Linked DNA regions of Gasterosteus aculeatus: region 1 is linked to region 2. Evidence: chromatin contacts called from public Hi-C data. All regions are on one chromosome and are shown on one strand. Each heading gives the region's core, a stretch centred on a gene start, on an enhancer-like site or on the middle of the called end of the contact. The rest is flanking DNA. Distances are from core to core; before and after follow the strand shown.

What was found. A called contact is a pair of places that touch in the nucleus more often than the background predicts.
Region 1: a contact with region 2 is called in a Hi-C map of skeletal muscle, with 1.7 times the contacts expected there. The contact joins the enhancer-like site here to the promoter of nwd2 in region 2. A contact is called at or near these places in 3 of 6 Hi-C or Micro-C datasets (liver and skeletal muscle).

What each region holds. Positions count from the first base shown.
Region 1 is chr7:4,852,962-4,856,224 of fGasAcu3.hap1.1, forward strand. rell1 (RELT like 1) reads right to left here. Exons shown (of 7, transcript XM_078107136.1): 6 at 3,157-3,263; 7 at 1,404-2,205. The coding sequence ends at 2,170. Among protein-coding and RNA genes, the nearest start is that of rell1, 11 kb to the right of the region's middle. Within about 2 kb of position 1,315, at least 1 of the 9 cell types and tissues checked has open chromatin away from gene starts, as enhancers often do. A contact at or near this core is called in liver, where this site is marked.
Region 2 is chr7:4,804,852-4,808,408 of fGasAcu3.hap1.1, forward strand. nwd2 (NACHT and WD repeat domain containing 2) reads left to right here and starts at 1,729. Exons shown (of 8, transcript XM_040181901.2): 1 at 1,729-1,800.

The DNA of each region.
Region 1 (3,263 bases), core at 65-2,564, 48 kb after region 2:
TGCATTCATGTGAATTCATTAATACTTAAATTGATTTAAAAGCACAAATGGGACCAAAGACGACCCCCCCCCCCCCCCCCCCCTCGTATGAAAAGCTCTCCACCTTTCCACCCCGTTTAGTGTGTAAGTTCCCTCTCAGTATCTCGCGGTAAGCGATTCCTCCAACGCCGGCTCCAGATAACAGCTCCAAAGTAGCTCATTTGTGCCACAATCCAGCCGTGCGGTGACTGCGAAATAAAGAGCAGATTCCTTCATGTTGCCTTTACAGGCCCAGTGTACAGCAGCGTCCCCCCCAGGGGGGGGGGGGGGGGGGGGGGGGGGGGGCGCCTGCTATGTTTGTTTTTCTCAAGGCTTTGTTGGAGTTAATGATGTCACCCTTAATTGTGGGACACACACACACACACTTCCTTGTCTCAGTGGGATTGTAGGGTTTTATTTAAAGAGGAATCATACACCTGCGACAGGATTATTCTGTGTTCTCTCTGGTTAAATATTTAACCTGTAAACCGATTTTGACTCAGCGGGGAATGCTGAAACAACAAAGCTGGGGTGGGTGGTGTGTTTTTGGCTTCATTTGGGTACAAAAAAAAAAATCCACAACCACTTTTCAGCATGTAATTTGAGTGCAAAAAATATACACCTGCTCTCAGCTCTGTGAGAGGGCTCTTCCCATTGGCTGGTAATACTTAATCCTCTAGGGGGAGCCAGATTCAACAGCGCAATATCCTGCAGAACTTTTGGACTATAAGAGGATTCTGATGATACCGTCAACGGGTTTCAACAGAGAGAAAGTTTGCTCTTAAATGTTTTTAAATTAATCCCCCCCCCCCCTTTTTTTTAATACACACACACACACACACACACACACACACACTTTAACGATGGAAAGCAGATTTGTTTTCCGTTTATGTTTTTGGGGACGAAGACTCTGCGTGGGGGGGGGGGGCTGGGGGTTGAGCCATTTCACAAGGTCACTGCGTTCGAGGGCCTAAAAGGTGTTAAACATTGACTAGACTCCCTCCCTCCAGCACCACATATTCCCCACCTGAGCCAGAGCTCCATCCTCTTGGCCGACATCCAGGGACGAAGATAAGACGTGGGGCCACTTAGCCTTCCATCGGCATGGGGACCCTGGATGACTCAGGGCCTCCGTTCACGAAGTCACGCAAAAGGGACGGAACGGAGCTTTAATGTCACCCAAACCGCTTTCGTGCCTTTATTTTCCCCTGTGGAATTTTCCTTGCGTGGCTTCGACGCGGCGTGAGAAAGAGGCTGAGCGGAGCGAGAGAGGCTAAAGTAAACACGCGTGCATGCGACCGGAGTCAATGTTTGCACCGCGCCTCTCCTGCAGACAGTCAACCCCCCAACAGGTATACAGTGTGTGATTAAATGACAGGTTTATCTTTTGGTTTGACATGAATTAAGAGATCTTTATTCATTTTACTATAGAAACACAGCAATCTGTCCCAAAACGTAAAGCACAAATACATTTTATTTCTTTTTTAAAAAGAAATTAGGCACAATGCAAAGACATCCAAAAAAAACAACATGGTTAAAATGATGTTTTGAACATCTGGGGAAGATGATACAGAAGGATGATCAGCTCATGATGGTGTTTAAACAAATACTCCAGCAAGTTAGTGTTACACTTCCGTAATGGACATTAGACAGGTATTAAAAACAGGATGATTTAAAAATAATTCATTCACTTTCCTAGTCGTACGTTTCTCACGATGCATCTTTCCGTGAGACGTTCTCTGCTTGGTAACGGTGGACAGCAAAACGAAGCTAAAAGAAGAGCGAACGGCGCCGCTCAAAAACTACTAAAAAAAAAAAAGAAACTGTGAATGTGTTTTAAGATATTTAGTTATGCGTCTTCGGGGTGTAGTTCAATCAACCACTCGACAAAAACATGTAAACGCACACGCACACTTCACCTCAGAGCCCCAGGTTCAGGCTTCCTTGACTTTAAGCCGGCGCCGTGCCCGCTGTGGCTGCGCGACACTCTCGCCGCCATCGTCCCTCCACCCCCGCGGGCGGGGGACGAACTCGGAAGGCACGACTCCCCCGGTGGACTTTGCTCCTCCACCGCTGATGTTTGTTTCAAATGTCCTTGTTTTTGAGTTTTGTCCAGATGTTCGTCTTCTCGCCTCTGGACCCTGCGGATCGCTATCTTTTATCTTCAGCCAAGTTCTCCGTCTGCTCCTGCGGAGGGAAATAATACAGAAAAGGATGAGAGAGAGTTTTTGGGTGAACATTGGTGACAGGGAGAGTATTTATACACAACAAACAAAGCCTTCACAGCATCATGTTGTCTCACACATGCACAGCTCCTGCTGCGGGGTTACTGGTGTTGTGTAATGATGCACGACTTATGAAGTATCGCTGCCTTTGTTTTCTCACAAGCCTAAACTAACACTTTTATTTCTATTTAGTTTTAAATCTGCATTTTTTCATGCAAGTGATGTTTCAAAATGACTGACAATGTCTAAATGTACTTTTTTTCCGGGGGGGGGGCGGAATCTTCTCCGAGCTTGCAGACAGTAAATGGAGGTCACATGGAGCATCGCACATTCATGACCAGAGCTCCTTTTATGTGAACAAGAAAACAGCAGACTGGAGGCAAATTAATGCGTCGGTTGGATATTTCAGCACCTCTTTCATCACCAATACGTCAACACGTGTTGAGCTATAATCACGTTCACTTCTACAGCTGCATTTACCGTGACGTTGTTTGTGACATATCTCAGGCAATCAATTATACAAATTGTCTAATTAATTATCTAAATCCAGCTACAGAATTGCTGATGATTGCTTATTTTTATTATTAGATGACGGTAAACTGAGCAAATTCATAAAACAGGACATTCACACAGAGAAAAGTCACACTAATGATATATTATTAGATGCGTTTCACTTACGTCATTTTATAGACCACCAAATTAGGCTTGAGAAAATATATTACATTATATATATATATATATATATATATATATTTATTAAAACAGTGCTAAATGTCGTTTGCCCTTGTCGACCGATGCGTGAAAAGGCAGAATGCCACTGGCTTGTAGCACAGGAATGCACGTATGACCAGACGTACTCCTGCATGCATCACTGTTTCGGCGGGACGCGGATGAACGTTTCCAGGGTACAGACCTGCTGGGACTCTGACGTCGTCCGGCTCTCGGGCGCCGTTGCCGTGGTAGGCGTGGACGGCACGCTGCCGTTGGAGTCTGTAATCAGCATCGAGCGCCTCTCCCTGG
Region 2 (3,557 bases), core at 479-2,978:
AGATGCCGACGGCGTCTTCTCTCCGTTATCAAATCAGCCAATAGCGCCATTCACATTCGCTGTGCTCCTGTTAGCATCATACACACACAGTAGAGGGATGTAGCTTCACCTTGCTCTCCGTTCGCCATCTTTCTCCTAATGTTGATGTTGTTGGTTGTCATTGTTGGTAGTGGTGAAGCGGTCAAGCGGAAATGGCTGCATCACAACTAGTTGTAATGAAAACAGCGCCACCTATCGTATATGACACGCTTTCGGCCAATGATTCGATTTATTCACTGCCATGTATATTGGGATAATAGCACCTCCCCCCAAAAGATAGCAGGGTTAGAAGGGTTGAAAAAGTAATGATGAATCCACTGTTGAGGTTGGTAGTTCTTACTGTAGTAGAGGGGAGTCCAGATAGGAGAGGAGGGTGCTGGCTGTATGCTGAGGCTAGAGTCCGTGGTGGGGCGAGCAGGCAGGGGGCGAAACGGAAGCCGGTGAAGGCTCCGAACATGTAGCCGATTCCAGCAACGGGAGGTAAGCTCGAGGAGACAAAAGGCGAAATGTCAAAACTCTGGAAACAGCTTCTCTCAGAAGCGATAAGTGGAAGCCGTATTACCACTCTAGAAGCAAGATAATCTGGCGAACACTGCAGATCACTTAAGAAGGGCGTTCAGACGAGGGTTGATGGCAGGAGTGATCCAGCCTCTGCCCCAGGATACCTGCCCCGCCCTCACTCAAGACTCAGAAAACAGCAACAGCCAAGCATGATCGTGACAAGAATTGGAGATATTCCTGTTCCCCAGAGGATGCATCCTAATCATGTTGACAATCCCTTTTGTTTTGGCGCTACATTTCAGCTCAAACTGACTTTGTGTTCCCTTAATGCATGATCCGAACTTTGCCCCAGTGAATATTTCCTGCCAAAGACTTAAAACTTCACACCACGCATATGGCAATATGCGAGTCAGCTCACCTTAATGTTGCCATACCCATGGGTATAGACATCCCCCCCATTCCTATCTAGCTGTTTGGCAGAAAAAGGAGGGGAAAAAAAGCCATCGGCCATTTGTGAAGCTGGTGCCTTTGCGTGCGTCAAACGTGTGCATGTGGACGTTTGCCAGGAGAAAAGCTGGTGTCTGTCCGTTGTGCCTGTGTGTCTGCCAAGTGACTCATCGCTTCTTGTAACCGCGGTGACTCAGATTGGCTCGGAGTGGTCCAGGGTTCGGGGGGGGGGGGGGGGGGGGGGACGGGAAAAAGAGCAAATGAACGAGCCGATATTACCGACAACTTGCAACGGCTGTAAACATAGTTGAATGCACACACACACACACGCGCCAACACTCACCCAAAGGTGTTTACTCACACATGGGTGCACTAAACTGGGGAGAGATGCTAAATGATTCAGGGATGCTGCACAGGGACCCTGGAACATGCCAGTTTATACCATTGTTTTTGGTTTTAAGGCCCCGTGAGCTGGTTTCACATGGGCAAGACGTCTTTAGCAGCGGCTACATCTACACCTTTTCACGTCTCATGATACCAATAAGCAATTTCCTCCTTTGGTAGGACCGCGGTGCATTAATCCAGTGCAGGTGCACTCATGATTAACTGACTGGGGATTATGTGAGAGGGGGGACCAATCAGGCAAAGAAAGGTCATTACACTGCAGGGAACGAGGCCCCCGCCGCTCTACGTGAGCTTTTCCGGACTGTGGAGTTTTGTTCTGGAGCGAGCGGCGGCCCCGCAGGCTGCATTTAGTGAGTCGTTTTGAGCCTGCAGAGCCCGAGAATCCTCCCCGAGACCCGCAGCACAACGGTAAGTCGTCTAGCGCCTATTATTTCTTAGTCTTTCGCGAAAACTTTCTTAAATTGGACGCCTACGGTCAATAGGGTTAGCAATGTTTTCATCTATGGGCTTTGAAATAATATGCCAGGATTGATTCAGTAATTATATATTTTATTGTCATTACGCATAGTGTGTACGAAAGGGTCACTGGCTGTAATGAGAAATATCAGCTAGATTGGTTGTTTATTGCATTTGTCTGAGATTAAGTGTTTCTTAGTTACAAAAAAGCCCCCAACATTATTTACTATCATAAAAAAGATTCCAAGGATGATTTGAAAATGTTTGGGTTTTTCAAATCAAAGTCCGTATTTTGTATTCATCATTTAAGATTTTGATGAGTGGAAAGATGAGAGATGAGGCTGGTAAAGACAATCAATATAAGCCTCTGAAAGTCAGTAAGATATGAAATGAAATATACACAAGGGACAATGTGCATTTTATAAGCTTTCAGGCAACAGACTTCATCAGACACCCCCCCCCCCCTCACAAGAACAGCACAGTAATTAATTCTGTTTAGTACGAATACAATGCACTTAAACTTCCAGCACAAATAACCAGAGGCTGCAGATTAGAGGTTCATTTATCGATAAAGCAATCCATCTAAACTCCTCCCCCTTACCCCAAATGTAGGGCGAAATGGCGCTCAGGTAACCAAAAATTAATTACACACCACACTTCATTTTACGTAAATTAAGTAATTGTATCTAGTCATAAACTCTCATAAAGCGCCTCAGGATATTAATTGTGATTGTATGCTTTGCTTTTTGGGTGGGGGGGATAATTATATTGATCAGGTCAAGGTGTCATGAAAGGAAATGGGCAGTTTGTACGATGTTTGGGTGAAAATAAAACGAGAGAGAAAAAAAATGCTGATTTAACTTTTATGTGATTAACTTTTATTCGCGGTTAAATCAGTGCGATTAAAAAAACAAACATTCGGTAACGTCGCAAACCGTTACGCTCCGCTTTCGGTAACCACGGCAGCGTCATTTTACGGTACCACGCTGCTGACTCTGCGCTCCGGTCCGGTTCGGATAAGGCACCGGGTCAGCACCAATCGGTCCACTACAGAGGAAGCAGCCTGGGAGACAGATGTGATGATGAGCACCAGAGCTCCTGCGTCAATCCTCACTGACAGAGACAGAGCCGGACCAGAACTGCGCGGTTAGCCTTCAGCGTAAAAGACCCCAAATTCCCGGGAAACGCGAGGTGAGTCACATAGTAAAGAGTAAAGAGTAAAATAACTGGGTTCAAAATAATCAAAACACGTGAAGCATGTGCGTGCTGCTGGAGTACGGGGCGCACGGGCGTAGCGATCTCTGCGCCCAAGACGCAGGGCTTTTATTTTGAAAACTGCCATCCGGCGTTCGCGCTCTGGCGTCGCCGCGCTTCACGCACCCTCCGCCTCTCTGCCAGAGCTCGGTCGGCTCGCGGAGACAGCAGGATGCCAAGGGGAGCCCTCCGACCCACGGCGTCCGTCTCACCGTCCCCCGGCGTCGCCTCCCGGCCGCAGAGACTCTGATGGGCGTTTTTATCCTCCTTTCACCCTCCTCCGCGCCCGGATACTTTGGGAAGCCTCGAAATGAAGCGAATGAATGTGAGCAACCAGAAGTGTCCTGTGTCTTGTGCCCGTCTCCAGCATCACTATTACTCAAGTCCTCTCTCTCTCTCTCTCTCCTCCGTGGATGCGGTGCCTCCGTGATTTGATAGTTGCCTGATTTCATAGG